7 separate regions of the Mus musculus genome follow, and regions 2, 3, 4, 5, 6 and 7 are each linked to region 1. The links are chromatin contacts, called in public HiChIP or PLAC-seq and promoter capture Hi-C maps. All regions are on one chromosome and are shown on one strand. The core of a region is the stretch at or near the end of the contact, and the rest is flanking DNA. Distances in the headings are between cores, read along the strand shown. Region 1 holds the start of Atp5g2 (ATP synthase, H+ transporting, mitochondrial F0 complex, subunit C2 (subunit 9)). Region 2 holds the start of Zfp740 (zinc finger protein 740). Region 3 holds the start of Mfsd5 (major facilitator superfamily domain containing 5). Region 4 holds the start of Espl1 (extra spindle pole bodies 1, separase). Region 5 holds the start of Smug1 (single-strand selective monofunctional uracil DNA glycosylase). Region 6 holds the start of Rarg (retinoic acid receptor, gamma). Region 7 holds the start of D930007P13Rik (Riken cDNA D930007P13 gene).

Region 1 (3,334 bases), core at 294-2,793:
TTTAGGAAAGGCGGGGAGTCCTCCACCCTCTTCTTCCATTTCTCCCCACACTTTCCCTCCCTTTCAGGAGCTCAGGGCCATAAAAATGCAGATGGAGGATCGGTGTGAAATAACGGGCCCATATAAATCCCTCTGCCGCCCGCCTGCAAGATGGATTGGCCGCATTGAAATTCCTCCGCGAGGATAATTAAACTCGGGGCCTCATCCGGGCAAAATTACATTCCTGTAATGGCGTCGCTCGGGGTCCCGGGAAATTGCTCCGTGGGCTTTCAGCGGCGGTTTTTATCGCCGGCCGGGGTGTGCCTGGCTGCGGCTCGCCTCTCCTCCGGGACCGTAAAGCTGCTGCCGTGATTTATCCTCCCCTTCTCCCAAATCCGATTAAATGGAGGAGCTTGGGGCCGGGGCGCCGCGGGGCCGGGGGCCGGGAGGGGGTGGCGGGAAGGACGGGGCCAAGGAGGGGAGGACAAACGGCCCCTCAGAGGGTGGCGGATTTGCCTTTATTTACAGCCGCGGCTTTCTTTTTATTTTTTTATGGGGGTTTGGTGAGCTCTTCCCGTCTTTCTCGCGCTGCGTCCAAGCACCCTAACCGGACAGCCGGGCTAAGGGGCTGGGTCAGCCTTGCAGCCGTCTGCTAGGCTCGTGCGTTCCTGCGTGTACACAAAGGCCTGCTCCAGGACTAGCGCAGGAAAGCCCCCGCCCACCGCCACTGGGGGAGGGACGGGCGAAAGGGCAGTGAAGAAAAGTAGGGGCTTGCTTGGGGAGAGCACCTCGCAGGCGACTACTTATTCCAGCTCGCCCCCCAGCAAGTCCGACAGGAGGTAAACTGGTCGCCTGGGGTGACTTCGCACCCCTACTGCAGGCCACAGGTGCGGTTATCCCTAATTGATCCCAGGACTCACAAAAGGGAGAATCAGGCCTTGTTTACCCCCCCAGTCTTATGACTCGAAGATGCTGGGTTTTTTTCATGCTTTGCTCATCAACGAGATAGGGAAAACAAAAATAAAAATAAGTTAAAGCAGAAACTGCCATGGCATTTTGCTAATAGCATTGGGCCAGTTCCCATCTCCCACCCAACGTTGCCAGTGTCCTGAGGGTGACAAGAAGCCAAGAGTTCTGTGATTTTATTTTCCCCTGCTACATTTTAGGCACTGAACCCCAATCCCTACTGTATGCTATAAACAATTTCCGAGTAGACTGGGTAGGGTGTTTTTTGGTTTTTTTTTTTTTCCTTAACTTTGCGCATGCTCGGAAAGGGGACTCGAGTCCAAGACTCCAAAAATGCTGTGCAGTCCACAGTTCCACCACGTTGCAGATCAGCAAGAGTTGGCGGCTCTTCCGTGCACGGTGGGCTCCTTTTGCAGTTTCTCCTGTTGGACGCCAGGTGGAGTGCTTGTCCCCCAAGACACCACCAACCTGGCAGAGGGAGCTGTGGCGTCCCGGCCGATCCTCTAGCTTGTGTCCACTCTATCCATGGAGAAAAGCGACTCGTTGGCTCCGGCCGCGCATGCGCAGAGCCTTCCCTCGCGCTTCCCGCGCCCCCGCCCCTCTCTGTCTTCTCTGCCCTGGGAGCAGGTAAGGCCTTGAGGCCTCGCGTCCTCTTCGTGCCGCGCAGGCGCGCGCAGCAGTACCCCTTGCGAGGACGCGTGGCCGCCCTGACCTTGCTAGCTCCCACGCGGGTCCCTGAGCCCTCGCGGTCCCGGCATCCCCACGCGGAGGGCTACCCCTTCCTCGTGCCGATGACCTCTAACCGCGCGGGCCTGGCGCCATCTTGGGTGTCTCACGGGGGTTGGGGGCTCTGCGGCCGGCGAAAGGCAGATGCTGGCGAGCGTGTTCTCTCCGGGCGCGAACCAAGGCTTTTATGGGTGCTCTTCGCTCACCCACACGCCTTTCACCATTGTCATGACCCCAGACTCTCCCCTCCTACCTTTGCCTCCCCTTGTCATCCTGAATCAAAATAGCCTTTATTTTTTATTTTTTTGAAGCTTGCAGACTTTGAACCTCAGGACCTCTGGCGCAGTCAAGCTAGTTCACCGTCCAAAGCCATCATCTCCCTAGTCAGCATCCTTCAGTTTGAAATAAACTGAACGTGGTAGAGAGTAACAGAACAGGCTAACCGGCCTGTGCACAGGTGGCAGGAGTGAGGCCTGAGCGAGGCCTGTTCCCTTAGAAACTGGTTGCCTCTAATGAAGGCCCTGACATACTAATGAAGTTAGAAATAAAATCTTAAATGGTGGAAATGGAGGTTTCTGTTAGGCAGCAAGCCCAGAAGATGGGAGCAATACGAGCTTTAGAATTTATACCTGCCAGCTAGTGGGAAGGTTTAAGGAACGGAATGGTTAAGTGGGGAATTCTCATTGTGGAGGGTTTCATTGCTCTGGTGTGGGCTTGCCCATATTAAGTGACCACTGGAAGGGCTCGCCGAATGATACGCTTGGGTTTATTACACACCAGCAACAGATTATACTATTCCATATGTTTGTAAACTATTAAATTTAATTCCCCTACTTTTTTTTTTTTTTAAGAATTGTTTACTGAGTTCTCTGCAAGCAAGCAGTGGGTTGGGCAGTAATTAGAGTATTGCCAGAACTACATTTTATAAGTTACCATGTTAAAACTTGTTTTTGGAAAAACGTCTTCCATTTTATTTTGGCTTCTTGACTCTAACCCACGTTTACCTCAAATTTATGATCCTTCTGCATCAGCCTCCCCAGTGCTAGGATCACTTGCACATACCACCATGCCTAACTTCAGACCTCCCTTTATTCACGTGTATGGTGACATGTATGCATGCATGCTGAGAGGTTAATGTGGGGGGCATTTCCACTCCACCCTCACCTTTCGAGACAGGATGTCTTACTGACCTGAAGCTCATCGACTCTGATTGCAAGCCAGTCAGCTTCAGGCCACCTGCTTCCATAGGTACCCAGCGCACGGGGTGTGGCAGGCACCATCATCTAAGCCATCAACCCAGCTTAAGCCTCTATTGCAAAAGTTTTAAAGAAGTACTGGGTTTCGACTCAATTAAACCTGAGTAGGTGGGCATCAAATCTGGGTTTAGGTTGCATAAAGACAAAAGGGAGGAGTTTGTTACAGGGTCGCACTGTGTAGCCAAGAATTCACAGAGCTCTGTCTGCCTCTCTGCCTTCTGAGTGCTGGGATGATAGATGTGTTCCACCGAATCCAGCAAAAAGTAAAGTTTTAGATAGAGCCAGCCTGAAGACAAACATTGGTCTAAAAGTAAAATTCAGGATTTACAAGTAGCATATCTGCCTTGGACAGGTTGCGTCCAGTGTACTTAAGGGAGTAGTGTTTAACAGGCCTATACTTTGAGCAT
Region 2 (3,445 bases), core at 141-2,640, 470 kb after region 1:
TTTCCTTCCTCTAGATCTCCCCCTGGCGCTTAATACAGAGCTCGGCTCACTGGGGATGGTCAATACTGTTGGCTAAGGCAGAATTCAAGGGTGACACTGCAAAGAGGCTTCCCAGTGAACGGTCTTGAAGGAGGACTCGAGAGCTTTTTACCTGAGCCATGCTGACTTCTCACTTAACGAACCCAAAAAGTTCAGAAGTTCTCTGTCCCAGTTTTCCTTAAGACACTGGTTGTCTGAAGAACCGTCACCAAATCACAGTAACGGCTCCTCCCCGTTCTTTCAGTTCCTTTGCCATATTGAACTGTCTTCTCAAAGAACTCGGTGTCCTCCAAAAGGAAAACAGGTGTCCCAAGAATCCGCAGTCTCTCTCTGACTTCTGCCTCTTGTCGGAAGAAACGAGAGTCTACCAGTCTTGGTTTCCAAGTTGAATTCTCTTGGTGAAGCTCTAGGTCTGTTCCAGAAACCTGAAACCAGAAAGGGAGATGAGGCCCTTAGGTGTAACATCTTCAGGCCAAACAACGATCGAAGCTCCCTCAACTTATTTTGCTGGGCGTTCTGAAGCTCAAAAGGAGGACATGAGTCGAGAGCTTTCTTTCTAGGTCAGTAGAAGAAACTGGCCTCCTGGGCCGAAAGAGCAGCCAACGGGAGCAAAAGTAAGTTGGGCCTCCTATAGAGAGGATCTGCCAAGAGAGTAAGAGCTGGGATTTGCCATCTTAGGAACGGAAGAAGGGGGCGGAGGCCCTTTGGGGCTTTTGTGCGGAGTGGGCCGGCCTGCAAAGCTGGCACTCCACAGACGAGGGCAGAACTGTGTTGGAAGGAAGCTCGGGAGGCCTCCGCCGAGCGCCGGGGTGGCTGGCAGTGCCCGCACGTGAGCGTCGCTCGGAGTCCGCCCGAAGGTTCGTAAATTCGCCGCCGCGGAGGCGGAGGGCGGGCGTGTGTGCGCGCGCTCTGCAGGCAGCCGCAGCGCGCAGCCCCGGGAGCGCCGAGCCGCGCGCGACCTGCGTGCTCGCGCCCGCGCTTCCCCCCCCCTTCCCGGGCAAGGCCCCCTCTCCCGGCGGGGCGGTGGGGGGCGGGGCGGCGGCGGCCCTCCCCTCGCGCCCCCTCCCTCCGCCGCGCGCCCCTCCTCCGCCGCGCTCCCCTCCCCCCTCGCGCGCGGCGCCCCACGGCCTGCGAGCTGCTGTCCGCCCGCTCGCCCGCCCGCTCGACGCTGCCTCCCCGCGGCGCGCGCCTACCTGCCTGGCGCGGCCTCCCGCCGTCTCCTCCGCCGCGCGGCGCCCCCTCCAGGCCCCAGGCACCCCGTGCCAAGCCCGCGGCCGCCGCTCCCCGCGTCGGGACCGAGGCAAGTTTACAAACACCAACCCGGGGCCCGTTTCCCCGGAAGCACTTCTCCGTCCCCCTCCCCCTCTTTGCCAAGCGGCCACATCCACTTCCGGGCTCCGGAGCCGGGACAGGAGGGGGGGCCCTCCGAAAAGGGGTGAGGCTGGGGACGCGCGGAGAGCTGCAGCTGGCGAGCGGGAGGGGGACGGCCCGGAGGACCGGAGGAGGGTGGTGCGAAGGGCGGCGCCTGCGCCGTGGCGCGCGAGCGCCCCGGCCGCCATCTTCACTGAGGGCAGCTCCCAGGCTCGCCTGGAACCTTTAGGGAACCTTTAGGTACTGAGTGTTCTTTGAGAAGGTTCGCTAGGTGCGCTGGTTGATTCTTGCAGAATCTCCGTCTCTCTCCTGACGCCCCAGGTAGAAGCCGGGACAGTTCGTACCTCTGATCTTTTTTTTAAAGCTTGGTGAGGTCTGTTTTTCCGGTGCCTGCTGCTGTGGGGTGCAGACCTGCAGACTGAGGTCAGCTGGGAGGAGAGTTGAGCCGTTGCGCAGTCCTGCGGTACACACTAAACCACAATCTGCATGTGAGTCTCAGTGAGTTCCCTCAATAGCCAAGGCAAACGTGCTCCGGCCCCGCAGTCTTGACCTAGCCAAACTAGGCTTCCTTTCAAGAAAAGGCCTTTTTTCCCTTCAGTGGACTAGTCTTGTTGGAGATTTGGAAGTGCGTGTTGTCCTCTGGGCCAGGCCCCCTTTGGAAATTTGAGCCTATCCTCGAATACTAGCGCCCCACTTGTAGCATTAGAGAGGAGTTCTGCTAAAAGATAGGACTATTCTAAGTGCACACTTGGCAGAAGGAAACGTGAATTCCACTTAAGTCCCAGTTTCTATTCTAACTGCTGTCTGGTGAGTTTAAGTGACAGTAAGACACTATCCAAAAAGCATATGGATTCCTAACCACAGTCCTGTACCTTTTACACCACTAAAGTAAGTTCCATTTCCCTTAGGGTCATTCTGAAACTGACATAAAATGGAGAGACATGTCACCAGGAATGTTTTTAAAACAAATGTAGGGACCTGAAGAGATGACCCAGCTGTTAAGAGTGCTTGCTGGGAAACTAGGACCAGAGTTTGGATTCTGTTTTCCAGGTTAACAAGCCTGCTCTGACAAAGGTGGAGACTGGAGAATCCCCTGGACTTGCTGGATTCCACCTTAACTGAGAAAATTAGAGCCCCAGGTTGGGGAAGAGACCTTGCTTCTAAAGGAATAAGCAGTCCAGGTGTGTACAGGCTCTTGAACTTGCATGGACAGAGTCACATCAGAAACAATCATACAGTTTTAAACATTAGCTTAAGCAAGGGAGTGTAGCCGGGTGTTGTTGGCACACACCTTTAATCCCAGCACTTGGGAGGCAGAGGCAGGTGGATTTCTGAGTTCGAGGCCAGCCTGGTCTACAGAGTGAGTTCCAGGACAGCCAGGGCTACACAGAGAAACCCTGTCTTGGAAAAATAAAAAAACAAAACAAAAAACAAAAAAAAAAAGCAGGGGAGTGTGACAAATATCTTTAATCCCAGCACCTGAAAGGCAGAGCAGGCCAATCCCTGTGAGTTTAAGGCCAACCTGGTATACATAGCAAGTTCTACCAGCTAGAGATACACAAACTTTATTTATTTATTTGTTTGTTTGTTTATTTATTTTAAAGATTTATTTATTTATCATATGTAAGTATACTCTAGCTGTCTTTGGACACTCCAGAAGAGGAAGTCAGATCTCATTACGGATGGTTGTGAGCCACCATGTGGTTGCTGGGATTTGAACCACTGAGCCATCTCTCCAGCCCCCACAATCTTTAGAAAACAAAGAACCACCTAATCCATTGCCAGTCTATAGAATACAAAACTACATAATTTTTTCTTCTAGCCAAGCTCTTGAAGATAATCACTCTTGTTATTGTTTCTTATTACTAGATATTTAAATTTTTTGTTTTTATGTGTGTATGCATGTGTTGCTTACGTGTATGTCTGTGTAACACTTGAGTGCCTGGTACCCTTAGAGGCCAGGCAAGGGTGTGGAATATACTTAGAATGGAGTTACTGATGCTTATGGGCCACCTGAAGTAACAATATGAGCCAC
Region 3 (3,365 bases), core at 46-2,545, 390 kb after region 1:
CAGCCGCCACAGCCAGCACGTGGTTCCAGAAGGCGGCTCGGGCAAAGGTGGCTGGGATCCACTCGGCGGGGAAGTCATGCCTCTCCACGTGCTCGTGGATGTACCAGGCCTCAAAGGCTGAGAAGAGGAGAGCTGTGGACAGCCCACCGAGTGCTCGGCCCACCAGCAGCACGAAGTAGTCCTGAGAGAGCTTGGTTATGCAACATAGAGAGTAAGTGAGGGAGAAGAGGACACAAGACTTCTTACGACCCAGCCAGTCCACAAGGGAGGAGGCCACTAGGCCAAAGAGGACCGTGGAGGCAAGGCCACAGACGTAGAGGATAGCAATCTGACCCTCCAGGAAGTGGTAATGCTGATAGAGTTTATACAGGTAGGGAGCTTGGAGCCAGTCCGCTGCCAGGGCCAGAAAGTAGACTTGATAGAAGTCTAGTTGAAACTGAAGGAAGGAGGGGTTGCTGCAAGCTCTTCCAGGGGGCCTGGCTCTGCATCTTGACAGCTCCAGACCCAGGCAGGAGGCCAGGAGGCCCACAAAAGACAAATAGGCAGTCACCAGCATGATGGGCCCCCGGACGACCTGGGGAGAGAACGATGGCCACAGTCACATCCATAATCCAGGTAGCACAGTCGAGGAGTTAGGTGTCTAAGCAGAGGGCAACTCCACCCAACTGCACTGTCAATTTCTCTCCCCCAGAGCTGAGACTGGAGGGACCAGTTGGGTGGGTGGGAGGAGTGGCTGTCTCCTAGGACTCAGTGGGGCGGGGGAGGGTGACAGTGGGGAGAGGCCAGAGCACTCGCTCCACCCTTGCCTGGTACAGCAAAGGGGACTCCTTTCAGTAATCTCGGTCCCTCAAGTTCAAAAGGGGCTACTGCCCATCTCCATGATAGGTTCTGCAGGCTTCTTGTACCTCCCATCCTCGCTGATAAGCCAGTTTTGGAGCTCAGTGTCTCCACATCTATTCCCGAGCATCCCTTCCGCCCGGGCCGGCCTCTCCAATGCTTCGCGGTCACGCGCGCGCACCGCAGGTTCCCCGGCTATGGGTCACGGCTGACCCTCCTTGCGCCCCCTAGCCTCAGCCGAGCGTCCCCTCATCCGCTCGCACCTCGCCCGGCCCCCATCTCACCTGCTGCCCCGGTCTGCCGGGACGCTCCGGACACGTCCGGCTCCAGGCCGCCGGGCCGCCCTCCCCGCACTGGCTCCGGCTCCGCTCGGGTTCCAGCAGCGCGCCCGCCCCTCACAGCCTGCTTCCGGGAGCCGGGCTGGCTCGTGGCCGCCGCCATGATAGCCCCGTCACGTGACGGGGCGCGGCAGGAAGCCACTCCCCCTCGTGGCGCCCCGCCCAGGAGCGGAAGAGCCTATGGGGCCCGGGATGCTGGAGCGGTGCGCTGTTCTCTTGGGCGCCTGAGCAGGCGGGTACCATAGGGTCCTCCAGCTGGCCAATATCCGCGGGGTCGTCCGGAATGAAAGTGTATTTTCTGTTTTCCTCCAGGAGGAGAAGGAAAGGTGCCGGCAGTCCCTCAGAGCCAGCGGATACCACGTGCTAATGAACTCCGCTGCCCTAAATTGAGCTGCCCTAGGGTTTGGACCTCCCCTGACCTCCCGGCCAGCAGTCAGTATTGTCCAGACACCTGAGGGAGGCGGTGTGGTGTAAAGCCGGAGTCCGGCTGCGGAAGCAGTGACAAAAACTTAAGCCCTGGAGCTGGACTCCCACCTCCTGCTACCTAGGATCTGCTTTTTCTTGGAATGTTAAGTTTCAGTATTCAATATTATGTCCTGGAGACCCCTGCAATGGCTTCCCTTTTCACTAAGGATAGAATCCAACATCTTTCAAAAGACATGCAAATGCATCTGTCCGGGACTTTTTGCTATGTCCATGACTTTATCTGCTACCACGCGGCCTCCTGTCTACACCGGCTCCCACCTGGGCCTTTGCACACTGCTTCCTGCAGAGTTCCCCCCCAAGATAGTTACCTTCTTTACCGCCAGAAGTCATGTTATTATTAGAGAGGACCTCTTTCTTTCTTTCTTCCTTTTTTTTTGGGGGGGGGGGGTTCAAGACAGGGTATTTCTGTATAGCCCTGGCTGTCCTGGAACTCACTTTGTAGACCAGGCTGGCCTCAAACTCAGAAATCCACCTGCCTCTGCCTCCCAAGTGCTGGGATTAAAAGCATGCGCCGCTGCCACCGCCTGGCCAGGACTTCCCTTTCTTTCATGGTGTGGTGGCTCATGTAGTCCTTGCGCTTGGAAAGCAAATAAATAAATAAATAAATAAATAAATAAATAAATAAATAAATAAATAAATCCTAGCGAAAATGCTCCATGATTAACAGGTTAAGAGCACTTGCTGTTCTTGCAGAGGAGAGGCAGAGGGGTGGAAGATCACTTGTTACTGCTTTTGAAGAGTAATATGCAGAGTAGTTTTCACAATTGCTTGTAGCTCCAGCTCCACCAGGGGAGCTGACTGACCTCTTCTGACTTCTGAGACCTGCATGAAACTAGTGAGAGTATAGTCACTTAGGCACACACTCATGCACATAAAATAAACTTTTAAATAAAGTAAATCTTTAATAAATTAAAAAAAAAAAAAAAAGCAGGGCTGGAGAGGTGGCTCAGTGGTTAAGAGCACTGACTGCTCTTCCAGAGGTCCTGAGTTCAATTCCCAGCAACCACATGGTGGCTCACAACCATCTGTAATGGGATCTGACACCCTCTTCTGGTGTGTCCGAAGACAGTGACAGTGTACTTACATATATGAAATAAATCTAAAAAAAAAAAAACAAAACAAGCAAAGACCCTAAGAAGTCTTTTTTAGCCATCCTCTTTTTCACAAAAAAGGGTATTATTTTTTTTGGAAGGATAGGGTGGGGAGGAGTTCCCTCGATTTTTTTTAGATTTCTTTATTTTAATATGTAACTGTTTTGCCTTCGTATGTGTCTGTACATCATGTGAGTGCCAAGTGTCCACGGAGATCAGATCACCTGACACTGGAATTACAGACAACTGTGAAAAGAAAAGACCTGTGTGCTAAGGACCAAACCCTGGTGCTGCTTTGTCTGGGGCGATGGGGGTCTCATGAATCTGCAGGTTTAAAGTTTGTAGCCCGATTTGATTTTTGGTCTTAGGAGCCTGAGTGCTGAGCCTTGTATGTGCTAGATGAGAACTTTATCAACTGGCCCACATCTCTAGTCCCCTTTTGGGGGGTTATTTATTTTTTATAGACTAGGTCTTGTGTGACCAGTCTGGTCTTCAACACAGTATGTAGCCAAAATTAACCTTGAACACCTGACCTTCATGCCTCCACCTCCCAAGTACTTGGCTTTCAGAGACGCACCACCACCAGGCTTAGTGGCTTGCTCTCCTTCCTTCT
Region 4 (3,190 bases), core at 300-2,799, 370 kb after region 1:
GTAGAGAGACCCTGTCTCAGAAATCTTTAAACATATATATAATATTTAGATAATATATAGCTTACATATTTCATACTATATATTATATATGCTTGTATATAACATATGAAGACATAGATGATATGTTATTTTTAAAAGTGAAAACAGATATAGAGATATAGCTCCGTGGTGAAATATTTTCCTGAATGCATGAGATCCTGAGTTCAATCCCCAGTATGGAAAAAAAAAATTTTTTTTAATTAAAAATTAGAGGGCTGGTGAGATGACTCAGTGGTTAAGAGCGCCAACTGCTCTTCCAAAGGTCCTGAGTTCAAATCCCAGCAACTACATGGTGGCTTCACAACCATCCCTAACGAAATTTGATGCCCTCTTCTGGAGTGTCTAAAGACAGCTACAGTGTACTTACATATAATAAATAAATGAATAAATAAATAAATAAAATTAGAATGTAAAATTTACTATAAGGAGAATGATAAAACGTAAACAAAAACCGATGTATAACTCTCCCAAACGGAGAACATAAACCAGAGTGTCCTTAGGAGATGATCACATTAGTAGCCCTAGGGGAAAAAAAAATTTTTTTTTTCAAAGACAGGGTTTCTCTGTGTAGCCCTGGCTGTCCTGGAACTCACTCTATAGACCAGGCTGGCTTCGAACTCAGAAATTCACCTGCCTGTGCCTCTCAAGTGCTGGGATTAAAGACATGTGCCACCATTGCCCGGCGGAAAAATAATTTTTTAAATAAAAATAAAAACAATAAATAAAAAGGAAAAGGAAGCCGGGCGTGGTGGCGCAAGCCTTTAATCCCAGCGCTAGGGAGGCAGAGACAGGTGGATTTCTGAGTTCGAGGCCAGCCTGGACTACAAAGTAAGTTCCAGGACAGCCAGAGCTATACAGAGAAACTCTGTCTCGGAAAAAAAGAAAAAAGGAAAAGGAAAAAAACACAGATAATCTCAGAAACTAGGTGTGTCCTGAGCCATAAAGGGTCCCACCTTCAAGTCAGGCAGCAGCTGCTGGGTCTCCTCCTTGCTGCAGAGCAGAGTGGCGAAGTTGACTCCTTTGAAGTTCCTCATGGCAAAAGTCTAGATACAACGAAATGGTTTGTAGAAGCCTGCGAAGGGTTGTAATGGAAATAACTGGAGGAAAGAAGGGATTGAAAGTTGTAGGAGGATTCAAAGGATGAAGCAGGCAAAGAATCCCACCAGAAATCCTATGCGGGGAGAGGCCGATATAAACTGGGCTCCCGTTACAAACTGACAAGTCCACTGTTCCTTCCTCCAGGACGCTCCTTGTCCTCAGTGTCCCACCAGGCCACCGCAGGGGTCTCCACAGGGTCCTGGGCGCCGAGCACACCCTTTCGGGGGCCGCCGAGCCTCCGCAGAAACGCCCCGTTTCTTCCCAGGTCAGCAATGGGAATGTCACTTACCGCGGCTTGAGCGCGCGCTCACCAGACCCTCCGTGCCTTAATTCCCTCGAAGCTGCCGTTCCTCACCGGCCTAGCAGCGTCCTCCAGCCCGAGCTCCACCAAGCACCGGGTGGGCACGCTTCGTTTTCCGCGCCAGCACCTCCTTTCAAATATCCCTAGTGACCAATCAGCGAGAAAGCGTAACGCAGGCCGGCCGCGTGGCGCTCTGGGAGTTGTAGTTTATCTGCCGCGCTGTCTGTCACGTGTTCCTGGAGGGGCGGGTACAACTCTGGACCGGAAAGACTCTGGGACACAGTCTCCTTCTTCAACCTCAGTCAATTACAGTCATTTCGCAGTTGGGTGGTCAATCACTAAGTCTTTCTTGCCTTTATTCCCTGAGCTCAGGCAGGATTTTAAATTTCAAGAGAATTAAAATAAGAAACCCACATGGCTTGCTTTGCGTTACTAGGAAAGAAAAGGTGTAATAGCCTTTGATGTATTTTTTTGTTTTTATTTTTGTTTTTTGAGACTGGTTCTCACTACGTGATCCTAGCTGTCCTGGAACTTGCTAAATAGACCAGGCTGGCCTCTAAGAGAGATCCACCTGCCTAATGCTGGGGTTGAAGGTGTACACCACCACACAGGGTCTTTGGGATTCTTTAAAACTCTGACTTTGTGGAGAGGGACACTGAAAAGGGTGCAGGGACAACCTCCGGGTTCTCCTAGGTTCTCCTCCCTCCCAAGTTTGGATTCCAGCCTACATCTTACATGGGTTGTATAAGAAAGGCTATAGAGTTGAGTGAAGAGTAAAGGGAAGAATTCATTGTGAACGTTCACAGTCTTTTGTTTTGTTTGTTTTTTGAAACAGGGTTCAAAATACTGAGCGTAGGGATTTCTGAGTTCCAGGACAGCCAGGGCTACACAGAGAAGCCCTGTCTCAGGAAAAATCAAAAGAAAGAAAGAAAGAAAGAAAGAAAGAAAGAGAGAGAGAGAGAGAGAGAGAGAGAGAGAGAGAGAGAGAAAGAAAGAAAGAGGGAGGGAGGGAGGGAGGGAGGGAGGAAGGAAGGAAGAAAAAGAAAGGGGGAGACATAGGAAGGGGAGGGAATAAGAGAAAAAACTGACATCTCCCCCACTAGAAAATTTCAGCGTGGGAATGGCAATATTTAATGCAGACACTAACAATGCCGAGCTTTTTTCTCAAGTCAGGGGCATAAGGAAGAAGCAGCCATCCTGGAAATTGACCACCTTTATCTCCTAGCCATGGCCCCTCTCCCTTATCTGCCTGCCTACCAAGTAGTCTAACTCCTGCTCTCTCAGATGCACTATAAAGTCAAGGGTGGTACCAAACATCACCCACCACCAGAGGGTAGGGAATACTTACTAAGGAGGCTGAGGAGCTAAAAAAGCTTAAAGTTCAAAGGCAGCCTGGGTTGTCTAGTGAGACCTCGTCTCAAAATCAAAACAAAACAAAAAATCTTTTTAAAAGCGGGCCTGGGGCTGGAGAGATGGCTCAGAGGTTAAGAGCACTGACTGCTCTTCCAGAGATCCTGAGTTCAATTCCCAGCAACCACATGGTGGCTCACAACCATCTGTAATGGGATCTGATGCTCTCTTCTGGTGTGTCTGAAGACAACTATGGTGTACTCCTACACATAAAAGAAATAAATAAATATTAAAAAAAAAAAAAGCGGGCCTGGAGAGATGGTTCAACAGTAAACAGCAATGGCTGCTCTCCCAGAGGGCCTCTGTTCAATTTCCAGCACCCACATGGTGGCTCACAGCTCT
Region 5 (3,164 bases), core at 184-2,683, 490 kb before region 1:
TGCAGAGGAAGTAGAGATATTGAGGTGTGCCCAGGGGAAGATAGAGGCACCTAGAGACAGAAAGCAAGCCATGGAAGAGGTGAGCGACAAATCGTACAGAAAGAAAGTGGCAAGACCCAGAGGGACAAGGCTGCTGTGCACTACAGCTCAGCAAGTAAGGGGCAGCCTCGATGGAATACAGGTGAGTGATTCCTCACCTTGATGCTGGATGGTCACTACTCACAACAGCTGCACCCACTGCTTTTATCTGGATGCTAGAGCAGTCTTGGGAAAGGCATTGTGTTCTGGGTTCCCTGGTCTTCTTCCCTAGCACCCATTGGGGACTTTGCTTTGGTGATGAGAGCCCTGGCTTCCCCCGGCATGAGTATTGGGGAAGGCAAGGGACCCAGAAGATATCTACCCATGGAAGATTCCAGTTGAGTGAAAAGTCACAGTGAAATGTCCAGTTAGATAGGAACAAAGCAGGGTGTGAATGGCTTTGGAAGTCAGTGCTGAGGGGCTAGTTAGGTGCAATTAGGGATTAAAGTTTGTTGGAGAAGGCTTCCTGGGAAGACTATTGTAGGAGAGTCTGGAAAGATGGGATGTGTTATTTATATATGTCTACTTATGAGGGCCAGGAGACATAAGAGTTGGTAAATAAACAAAAATCTGAGTCAGGACGATCTTCCTTACTAACCTGGGTGGGCACCACCAACCTGTTCAGAGTCCAGTGCAACCAATGACTAAGGAAGGGCTCTTAACACAAAGGGCTTCCCTGGTTCTCCAGCTTACAGGCAGCAGGTCCCATAGGGCTGTGAGCGTATTTCCACAATACATCTCCTCACATTGATAAAAGGATGGTTTTGATTTTGCTTCTTGGAGAAACCCAATTCAGGATACAGGCTGGCAGATGTCAAGGCAAGAGAGAAACAGATTAAAATGGCGAGGCTGTGGATTTAGATGCTAATGCTAACAGGGATGTTCACTGTCAAAGAGGTAGGTGCTGAGAGAAATGCCTTCGTGGATATTTGTTTGGTTGTTTTGTTTTGTCGAGTCAGGGTTTCTGTGTAGCCCTGGCTGTCCTGGAACTCACTCTGTAGATCCGCCACAACCACACGGTTGCCTCTTTGGATGTTATGTAAACAGTTAATGGCCCTTGGAGGGCTGCAAAGATGATGCCTTATACCTCGGGGCAGCAAGAGGGAAAGGTCTCTGGTGGATGAGGTATTGGGGATGGCTGCAGAGTCCAGATGGTTGTGACGTCTTGATGTAAATCATATTATTAAACTACAATCCCCAGCGACCCGTGGAACTCTTTTAGCGAGTTTTCCGGGGATTTGGCATTTCCGGCGGAAGCAGACGTCGCTAGCCATTCTTCTTATTTAAATGCTGTCGACTACAACTCCCAGTGCCCTCCGCGCCAGGACGAAGAAAGGAAGCGGAAGCTGCATGGGGAGCTTGTGCAGGTGAGGGAGTAGGGGGCTGGATCTCTGGGAAGGGCGGTGGGGGCTCTCGGAGTTCCGGAGAGGTAGCCGCTCTGTGACTCCAAGGCCTACAAGGGGCCCCTGTGAGCCCTGCAGCGCTGTTTTGATTTAAATCCTGTGGATTTCTGTACCACCTACAAGGGACAGCGGCTAGCTAGTGGCTTGGATTCTTATTTTTGTTTTAGGTTTATTTATGTTATTTTTTATATATGGGTGTTTTGTCTGCACACCAGAAGAGGACATTGGATACTATAGGACTGCAGTTTGACTCTTGCAAGCCGCATTATGGGTGCTGGGAATTAAACTGAGAACCATTGAAAGAGCAGCCAGTACTTTTACTTAATGAGCCTCCATCGCACTGTGGCCTGGATGTATCTCAGGGTTGCCCTTTGTTTTTTAATGTAATTTGAAATGTGTGACATGTTTCTTAAGGCATTTTGCTTTTTGAGGGGAAAAAATGCACACACACACACACACACACACACAAAAGGCTCCTGATCTTCTCATCTTTCCGCCTCTACCTCCTGAGTGCTGAGCTGATAGATACGAGCTTCTATACCTGGTTTACAGTGCTGGGGATTGAACCCAAGGCTTCATTCATCTTTGGTATACACTCCACTGAGTTGCAGCATCAGGCATTGAGCTTATGGCTGTTGGTGACTTTAGGGAGGACTGTCAGACTTCCTGCTAGGAATTTTTTTTTTTTTTTTTTGATTTTTTGTCCAGGACAGCAAAGCTCAGATTATATCTGTCCTCTTAGCTCTTCATGGCTTATCCCAAACCTGTCTTATATCTTATTTTGGAGTTATCCCCCCAACATATGAGGGACTCAAATATTTAAGAAATAAACAATTGCTGGAGGTAGGTTGATGGTTCCTATAGAGAAGAGCCTTAAAGTGATTTGTGCAAGAGAACCTTCTTAGATGTCTTGGCTGGTAGGGCTCTTGCCACCAAACCTGATGACTTATATTCATTCCTCAGAGCCTTGACAGTAGAAGAGAACCAGCTCCCAAAAGTTATCTTTTGCCACATGAGTTGCTAAGGTGTGCTTGCTCTCCCTAGTAAATAAAAACAACTGTTAAGAGAAAGAACCGTTTAAGAGAGGAAACCAGGACTAGCATTCTAGTTAGCCTGTGACACTTGCTACCAGATGAACAGTGAAAATAAGCTCTCCTCACTTCTGTGCATGCCTATCCTTGCTGTCTTCAGCCCAGAGCAGACCCATCTTAGACCTGAGAGAGATCCCTGTGCTGTTTTTTCTAATATTGGTTCTACACAGGGACTTGCAAAGCAAAGGTCCCAGAAAACCCAGTTCGCCACACCGTCCTCAGCTTTCCAGAATGTTCTGGGAGCCTGTGTGGACAAACCAGATTTCTAGCCTGCTATGGTGACACATCCAGGTAATCCCAGCACTCGGGAGACTGAGGCAGGAAGAAGGCCACTGGTTGGAGGTTAGTAGGTCTACATCTTGAATTTTAGGACAGGCAAAGCCATGTAGTGAGACTTTGTCTCAAAACGCATAAGATAAAAATAAAGTCTAAAAGAAAGAAGGAGGAGGAGGGAGAGGAGGAAGCAGCAGAGGCAGTGGGAGCTAGTGATGTAGCTTAGTGATATACTATTATTACCATCATTCTCTCATACTGGGGTTATGGGTGGTAGAGAGGAATCCATCAGTAATGGTTCATTAAGGATCAGGGCAGC
Region 6 (3,316 bases), core at 468-2,967, 410 kb after region 1:
CTGTGTCCCAGTGCCTGGGCAGGAAGGGAATGGTGCCCAAGCCTGGTTCATGAGGACAGGAGACTCATTCACTGTAAACCAACTACAGATGTGCCGGGGTGGGGTGGGGAGGGGGATTAGGGCCACATTCCCAAACCGCAGCTGGGCCCGCCCCTCCTTCCGCCAGCCACCACCAGGGCAGGGCAGGAGGGGTTAATTTTGCAGCCTCCTGGCAGGATCCCTGCCACACAGGCAGCTCACTATCCCACCCCAGCCTGAATGCCAGGGTCCAACTCCCGGACACACACCCCTCCCACACTGCTAAGAGCTGCTCCCAGGGTAACCGGCAAAGTCAACAGCAGTCAGGCCACCTGGGGACGGGACCCTGGAGTACCTATTCCCAGCCCTGGAGCGAAAGGCAGAGTTTCGTCTGTGCTCCCCCCCTTCCTCCCCCACAACGTCTCTGGTCTCTTGGGATTGCCACAGCAAGCCTCTCTTTCCCCTTCTCCTTTAGCTGATAATGGCTACCCAGAAAAGCCTTTCCCAGGAGGGGGATGCCTGGCCCCTAGGGTGACAGCAAGACCAGAGCTGAGTAATTCCAAAGTGGAAAATGTGATGTGATTCAGGGGCCCATTCCCCAGGTGCTGGCCACTCTGGGAGCGTTGCTGAGGATGGTCCTTTGGGCTAGTGCCTGGCCCAGCCCGTCCAATGAGCTTTCTCCTCTTCTGGAGTCGTGACCATCCCTGTGAGAGTGCATAGGACTTCACTTTTCTCTGGCTCTGTGCTCTGTGGTATAAAGTCAAACTATTGGCTTCCCTCTCTAGGTTCGAGAGCCTTTCAGCCTCGGTTTGTTTGGAGACAGAGAATATCCCTATTAGACACAGACTTTGGGCTTCTAGAGACCCAGCGTCAACAACATTCGTGGCGCATCTACCAGGCAGCCAGGCAGGCCTCGCTGGCTGAGCCAGACACACACCCTCGCCTGGGCTTTCTCCCTCACACCCAGCGCAAGGCTCCTCCCATCCCCCCTCCTCCCTAAAGTTCTTTCAGCCCTCCTCCCAGCCAGCCTCTCCCCCTCTAAATCCAAGTCTAAAGGTGGGGACGATATTGGCAGCGAGAGACCCACGCGCTTTAACTCCTGGAGTCAACTTCAGGCAGAATGAGAGGGAGGAAGCCTGTGAACCCAATTCGTAGCACCTTCATCGTAACCCCCACTAGTTAAACCAGTTTGCTCCTAGGCCATAGGACAGAGAAGGCCAGAGGAAGGGATACTGCTTTGACCTGCAGGTGGAGGTTAACTAAGAAAAGGGGACAGTGCCTTCTCCTCTGGTATACTCCTGCCCCATCACTCCACGTCTTGGCAGTGTCCAAGTCTCTCACTGCCTACCCTGGGAGGTACCAGAGACCGGCCTGGCAGAATACAGCGTGGCTAAAGACAACTCAGTCTCCCCAAATGGCTGGAAGGGGGATAGCGCCAGAGAGAAAGGGTTGGCATCATGGAGCCCAGGACACTGACCTCTGCCAGCTCTGCCCGGCCTCCCGGGGATGGAGCCACGGAAGCCTAGCAAATGGGAGGGGCAGAGACCCAGGCGTCCTGGGCCGCCCCGCCCAGTCCTCCCCCCCCCCAGCCACCACCCCCCCCAGCCCCAGGGCACCGAGGAGGGAGCCGGGCAGGGGCAGGCGGCAGGGGAGGGAGGAGCGAGGGCGGGAGGAGGAGGAGGGAGCCAGGCAGGGAGGGAGGTGGGGGGGGTAGGGAGGGAGAAAAAGAAAGAAAATATTTTCCGTGTCCCCGCCTGCGGAGTCAGTGTGCGGTTTGGGAGAAAATGTGTCGGATATTTTGGGGCGGTCACGTGGGCGGGCGGGCTCCGAGAGGCCCCGGGATTGTCCCAGCCTAGAGCCGTGCCCCCCTGAAGCCCCCCATTACCGCGAGTCACTAACACCGCGGTGCTCCATCCCCGAGACCGCCCGACGCCGGGACCTCGGGGCTCTGCGGCCTTCCTTCCCCCGCCCTCCCCTCCAGGTGAGTCAGGCGGGGAAGCCGGCTCGCCCGCCTGGCCGCCCTCCGGCCGCGGACGCCGGGGCTCCTCTGCTGAAATGAGCCAGGGGCGGGGGCGTCGGGAGCCTTGGGGTCCTTTCCCTCCGGGGGTGGCCAAGCTGTTAGCCGAGCTTATGCGGAGGCTTCCTGCCCCAAGTTGGGGTCAGTCGTGACCCGGGAAGAGAAAGGGGAGATTTTTTTTTAGACAGACTGAGGATGGGCCGGGTTGTCTGCCCTTGATTTTGGTGAGTATTGAAGGAGAGCATTTAGGAAAGTCTTGGGCAAGCGAACCAATGTTCCTGTACTCGGAATGTCAGAGAAGACGGGTTTTCCTCCTCTGGGAAAGGATGGCATTCTTCCACCGGAGTGGGGCGGGGGCATACTGAAGGGTGGATCTGATGGTCCAAGTACCCTTTCTCCAGTGGATTGGCAGGGCTCTGTATGGGGACTAGGAAAGCTCTAGCAAGTGTCTAGGTGGGTAAAGTGGTCTGTGGAGTTTGGACTGCAGAACCTGGATTCTCTCTGATCTATCCCTTACTGCACAAGTGAGCCAATGAAGGGGAGCTCTTTTAGAATATTCTCAAGGGGAGGCCCCAGTGGAACAAAGCTAGAGTTATAACGCCCGGACAGGTTCAGGAGAGCCCCTGTCCTGGAGTGCCACTGACAGCGCCTCTTTCCTTTCCAGCAGTTTCCACCAGGTCCCTCACCTCAGCCTGGCCCAGTATGTAGGAGGGACTCTCTGCAGAGGCCAGAGGGTAAGAATATGCTTAGTTGGTGGTCATGGGGATGGGGCAGCAGGGATGTCTGTCTCGGGGAGGGAACTCAAGGACAAAATGCTCAAATAATTCCCTCTTGTAGGGCTTAAACCCGGGGCAGTTGGGATCCTACTCCTCAAATTTGAGGCTTCTGCCCTTATGGTTATTCTTCGGGTACTGAGTTAGGGTTTGAGGACCACAGCCATTGTCAGTAAGGATACTTAGAGGGGGTCAAGGGGAGTGTGTGTCCAGGGTGCTCGGAGCTTGGTTATCCCAACACACACACACACACACACACACACACACACACACACACACACACACAGTGGCTTAGAACTGGTAGGCAGCATAGGACACGCCCCCCCAACCCCGGGGCACACCCCCACCTCTGGCTCAGAAAGCCACCTAACTGGCACCTCCAGTTCCCCCCTCGGCCCCACCCTGCCCGTGCCCTCTGATGCCCACACACATTCCACTGGCATTGCCTGCCTGCCTCCTGGGTACTGCCCCTCCCTGGGGCCAGTGGGGTAGAGGGAGGGCACCTGAG
Region 7 (3,423 bases), core at 834-3,333, 480 kb before region 1:
GTTCAAATCCCAGCAACCACATGGTGGCTCACAACAATCTGCAATGAGACTGGATGCCCTCTTCAGGTGTGTCTGAAGACAGCTACAGTGTAGTTATATATAATAAATAAATAAATCTCTTTTTTTTGTTTGTTTTTGTTTGTTTTTCAAGACAGGGTATCTCTGTGTAGATCTTGGCTCTCCTGGAACTCACTCTGTCGACCAGGCTGGCCTCGAACTCAGAAATCCACCTGCCTCTGCCTCCCAACTGCTGGGATCAAAGGCGTGCGCCACCACTGCCCGGCTAAATAAATAAATCTTAAAAACAAACAAGCAAACAAACAACAACAACAACAACAAATGGTACTGGAAAGGCAGCTTGGTCATAGTTGAGGCCAAGAGCTAGTAGCAGAGTGGGAAAAAGAATAGAGATTAGAGCTTGTGGCCTATCTCAAACCAACTTTCAGCTCTCCTAGTGTTCCTATTTAGAATGCCAGTCCCTCTCCTTCCCTCCGATATTTCCCCAGAGAAGTAAATTCAACTGGAGCATGAGACATTGAGGTTAGACACATGGATCGACTGCCCAGCAATGGCCATCAGATGATGCAGAAATAAGTTGCTTAGGGGGAAACCAATTGCTTTTCTTTTCAGAAGCCTGATTGTCAGCCTGCCTGAACCTACACTTTAGCAGACAAGGTTGAATTAGCCTGTGTGTGAGGATACTTTCTCTTCTCTGATTGGGCCCTCATGCTCTCAGATACAATGCAAGCAGGTCAGCTGCAATAGAATCTCCCCCACCCCCACCCCCCCGTACATTTTGCCTGTTCTTCTGTCCCCACAGCCCCGCTCAGATCCTCAAGTCTCCGGGCCCTGCTCGCAGAAGGGATGGCGGAGAGCCCAGAATGGTCCTCTGCGGGGACCTGTGCCAAGCCAGGTTGCCATTTCCATTTTCATTAATTGAAGTGGCGTAATCCTGATCATCTCAGGTCAACAGTTAACTGTTGCTGGCTGGGAGCCTGTGGAGAACTGCCTATGCAGGACGTGCTCTCCTCCCTAACCTTAACCCTTGACCCTAACCTCCACGGTGCTGACTTCTTAGCTAGCTCCCCACCTCACACACATGGCCAACCTCACCTCTTGGGATTCCAGTTTCTATCCTCTCAGGAAGGCCCTCCTGGTGTCTATCTGCTATCCCGCTTGTTGTAATTGGGACTCAATTTTCTTTCTTTGTTCGGTTTAAAAAACATCCTTACAAATGCAGTTGCCTCTTGAAGCTTCCTGTGCTGTGGTTTGGGAGGACAGTATGTCGCTGAACAAAAGGTTTTGTTTTCCAACCCTGAATAGGCAAAGCAAATAGGTGGTGGTCTGGCTGAGTGTAAGAGTGAACACAGGCTTCCCTTCTTACTCAGCTTTGGGGAGGGTCTCTGCCTTACCCTATGAGGGTCATGCTTTGGCATCCTTTCTGCCCATGCTTGGCAGTGTCGCTTTGTGAGTGTCATTACCCCGGGAGAGGTCAGGTGATGTTTTGTCTTGCAGCATGAGTGTGTTAATACACATTTGTGTACTTCTGTGGTTCTAGGGACCATATTTGTTTGCCATTCTTAATCTTCCAGATGGACACTGGTATAAGTGAGTGTAGCCAATTTTTGCTGCTGCTATGTCTTTGTGCGTCTTCAGGATGTGTGTGTGTGTGTTCGTGCGTAGCCTCTTAGTTTTCAGTCTTCATAGGCTGATGTCTTTCTGAGTGTCCTCTGGCCGGGTTCAGAAGGGAGGGAGAGAAGCGTCGGAGGCAAAGGATTGGGCAGGAGGGGGTGCGTGGCAATCTGTGACTCGGAAAACAGACGTGCAGCGCGTGCGGGGCGGAGGCGGGGGCACTCTGGCCCCCAGCTCCTCCGCAATCCAATTAAATAACATTTAAATGCATAACCAGCCCGCGCGCCGATGAGGCTGGAGATTGGAGCGGGCGCGGCGGCGGGCTGCGCGGGCGGCGTTTTGTGGAGCTCAGCGATTCTGGCGGCAATTTCCCCGCGCCGCGCGGCTTTTACGAGCCCGCTCCCGGCGCCCGCCCGCTCCGCTGAGCCCGCCGCCTCCGCCCGCCTCAGTCTGCCTCCGCCCGCGCAGCCCGGCAGCGTGTGGTCCTGCTGCCCGCGCCGCCCCGCCTGTTCCTCTTCGGAGCTGTCCTGGGCTCCTTACTTCCAAAGCCTACCTACCTTAATCCTTTGGACAGAGCGCCCAGCCCTCAGTGCATTGCTGCTTTTCACCTGCTGGCTGCATCCACCTCTGACCTGGACCCCTTTTGGCCTGTGCAATTCCGCTCTATCTCTGGGTCACTGGCTCTGCACAGCTTGTGTTTCTCTCTGCCTCAGTTTACTCTCTTAGGCCTCCTGTGCCCTTTACCTTGAGCCCTTCCCTTTCCTCTTCAAGCCTACATCCTAGCACCAGAGTAAGAGGCTTGAAGGAGAGGCAGAAGGTGGTGGTAACAAGTGCATGGTTGGAAGAGGTGGCTTCTTCTCTGTATCCTTTCAGCATAGAAAGGACCGGCCTGTTCATTCAGGACCATCAGACGGCTCCTGTCCAGAAGTCCTGAGATTGATAGATGTGGGTCCATCAGCCCTGAGGTTAGTATGAAAGGGGCCACTTGCTGAAGAACCAAGAGCAGCCCCACCCCGAGATCCCTGATCTTCTGAAGACAGAATCCCAGGAAGACAGAAAGCAAGACAAGCCATTTCATGTCTTGTGTGGTACCCGACTCCCCTGTTTCATCTTCCCGTTCCCTCCCTTGCATATCTGTGTTCTGCCCCCCAACATATGGAACCTGGCATTTACCATATGCTGACGACCCAGGCAGATTTAGGGAAGATCTTTCCTGGCAGACAAACAGCAAGGGGAAACCCTCCTGCGAGCAGTCTGGCATGCTGGAGGAATGGCATTGAGGCCGGTATGGCTGGAGCAGGGAAAATAAGGAAGGGAATGAGCTGTGGCTTCTAAGAGGTCACAGAAAGCTAATCACGATCATGTGGGGACTAATGAGTCACAGCTAAACTTGCACTTCCACTCTGAATGGACAGGGAGCCATTGGAGAGTCAGGGCCTGAGAGTGATATGCATACTCCCCTTGACTACTCAATGCTGTCATGTTGAGAATGCAGTGGGAAACAAGGACGTCCAAGAGTGCACTGTAGCAGCAAGGAGAGAGTGGGGCCTGGATGAATGTTGCAGAGTCAGCTCGGGGTGGGGGTGGGGGGTGGTTGCGGTGAGTCAGATGGGAACCGTGGAAGCAGCATCATCAAGGAAAAACTAAGAGGTTTTTGTGTTGTTTTGTTTCCTACCAGTGACCAGAACATGGAACTTGTCATTACCTGGTATCATGGAATACCAAGGAGCTGGCATCAGGAGACATGCTTTGGACACATTTAGTGTGAGATGCCTGCTAAAGATCCAAGTA

What was found. Promoter capture Hi-C pulls out the DNA fragments that hold promoters and counts their contacts. HiChIP or PLAC-seq counts read pairs in DNA pulled down with a chosen protein or histone mark.
Region 2: a promoter capture Hi-C map of pre-B cells shows a contact between it and region 1, with 2.9 times the contacts expected there. The contact joins the promoter of Zfp740 here to the promoter of Atp5g2 in region 1. A contact is called at or near these places in 1 of 39 promoter capture datasets (pre-B cells) and 2 of 115 datasets of contacts at active chromatin or transcription factors (bone marrow-derived macrophages and memory CD8 T cells).
Region 3: a contact with region 1 is called in a promoter capture Hi-C map of pre-B cells, with 3 times the contacts expected there. The contact joins the promoter of Mfsd5 here to the promoter of Atp5g2 in region 1. A contact is called at or near these places in 2 of 39 promoter capture datasets (cranial neural crest and pre-B cells) and 2 of 115 datasets of contacts at active chromatin or transcription factors (epiblast stem cells and pancreatic cancer cells).
Region 4: a promoter capture Hi-C map of pre-B cells shows a contact between it and region 1, with 3 times the contacts expected there. The contact joins the promoter of Espl1 here to the promoter of Atp5g2 in region 1.
Region 5: a contact with region 1 is called in an H3K27ac HiChIP or PLAC-seq map of trophoblast stem cells, with 4 times the contacts expected there. The contact joins the promoter of Smug1 here to the promoter of Atp5g2 in region 1. A contact is called at or near these places in 10 of 39 promoter capture datasets (the C10 cell line, the HPC-7 cell line, the SN4741 cell line and 5 more), 1 of 15 datasets of contacts at CTCF or cohesin (embryonic stem cells), 4 of 484 Hi-C or Micro-C datasets (the G1E-ER4 cell line, LSK cells, erythroblasts and 1 more), 21 of 115 datasets of contacts at active chromatin or transcription factors (craniofacial prominence, embryonic basal ganglia, embryonic forebrain and 12 more) and 1 of 9 other capture datasets (liver).
Region 6: a promoter capture Hi-C map of neural stem cells shows a contact between it and region 1. The contact joins the promoter of Rarg here to the promoter of Atp5g2 in region 1. A contact is called at or near these places in 4 of 39 promoter capture datasets (hippocampal neurons, liver, neural stem cells and 1 more), 1 of 484 Hi-C or Micro-C datasets (uterus) and 4 of 115 datasets of contacts at active chromatin or transcription factors (epiblast stem cells, large pre-B cells, memory CD8 T cells and 1 more).
Region 7: a promoter capture Hi-C map of liver shows a contact between it and region 1, with 4 times the contacts expected there. The contact joins the promoter of D930007P13Rik here to the promoter of Atp5g2 in region 1. A contact is called at or near these places in 5 of 39 promoter capture datasets (the HPC-7 cell line, cranial neural crest, embryonic stem cells and 1 more), 5 of 115 datasets of contacts at active chromatin or transcription factors (acute myeloid leukemia, embryonic basal ganglia, embryonic stem cells and 1 more) and 1 of 9 other capture datasets (macrophages).

What each region holds. Positions count from the first base shown.
Region 1 is chr15:102,669,256-102,672,589 of GRCm38.p6, reverse strand. It overlaps Atp5g2 (ATP synthase, H+ transporting, mitochondrial F0 complex, subunit C2 (subunit 9)), which reads left to right and starts at 1,543. Exons shown (of 5, transcript NM_026468.2): 1 at 1,543-1,572. It overlaps Mir688 (microRNA 688), which reads left to right and starts at 724; the gene lies at 724-798.
Region 2 is chr15:102,201,590-102,205,034 of GRCm38.p6, reverse strand. It overlaps Zfp740 (zinc finger protein 740), which reads right to left and starts at 1,390. Exons shown (of 8, transcript NM_001289691.1): 1 at 1,233-1,390; 2 at 1-464. It overlaps Csad (cysteine sulfinic acid decarboxylase), which reads left to right. Exons shown (of 18, transcript NM_001359126.1): 1 at 1-896; 2 at 1,775-1,898; 3 at 2,461-2,591.
Region 3 is chr15:102,277,386-102,280,750 of GRCm38.p6, reverse strand. Mfsd5 (major facilitator superfamily domain containing 5) reads right to left here and starts at 1,295. Exons shown (of 2, transcript NM_134100.4): 1 at 1,122-1,295; 2 at 1-574. The coding sequence starts at 556.
Region 4 is chr15:102,294,652-102,297,841 of GRCm38.p6, reverse strand. Espl1 (extra spindle pole bodies 1, separase) reads right to left here and starts at 1,549. Exons shown (of 31, transcript NM_001014976.2): 1 at 1,427-1,549; 2 at 993-1,082. The coding sequence starts at 1,073.
Region 5 is chr15:103,161,553-103,164,716 of GRCm38.p6, reverse strand. Smug1 (single-strand selective monofunctional uracil DNA glycosylase) reads left to right here and starts at 1,433. Exons shown (of 6, transcript NM_027885.3): 1 at 1,433-1,445; 2 at 2,743-2,914.
Region 6 is chr15:102,255,923-102,259,238 of GRCm38.p6, reverse strand. It overlaps Rarg (retinoic acid receptor, gamma), which reads left to right and starts at 1,717. Exons shown (of 10, transcript NM_011244.4): 1 at 1,717-1,999; 2 at 2,700-2,769.
Region 7 is chr15:103,145,488-103,148,910 of GRCm38.p6, reverse strand. It overlaps D930007P13Rik (Riken cDNA D930007P13 gene), which reads left to right and starts at 2,083. Exons shown (of 7, transcript NR_045743.1): 1 at 2,083-2,597; 2 at 3,311-3,396.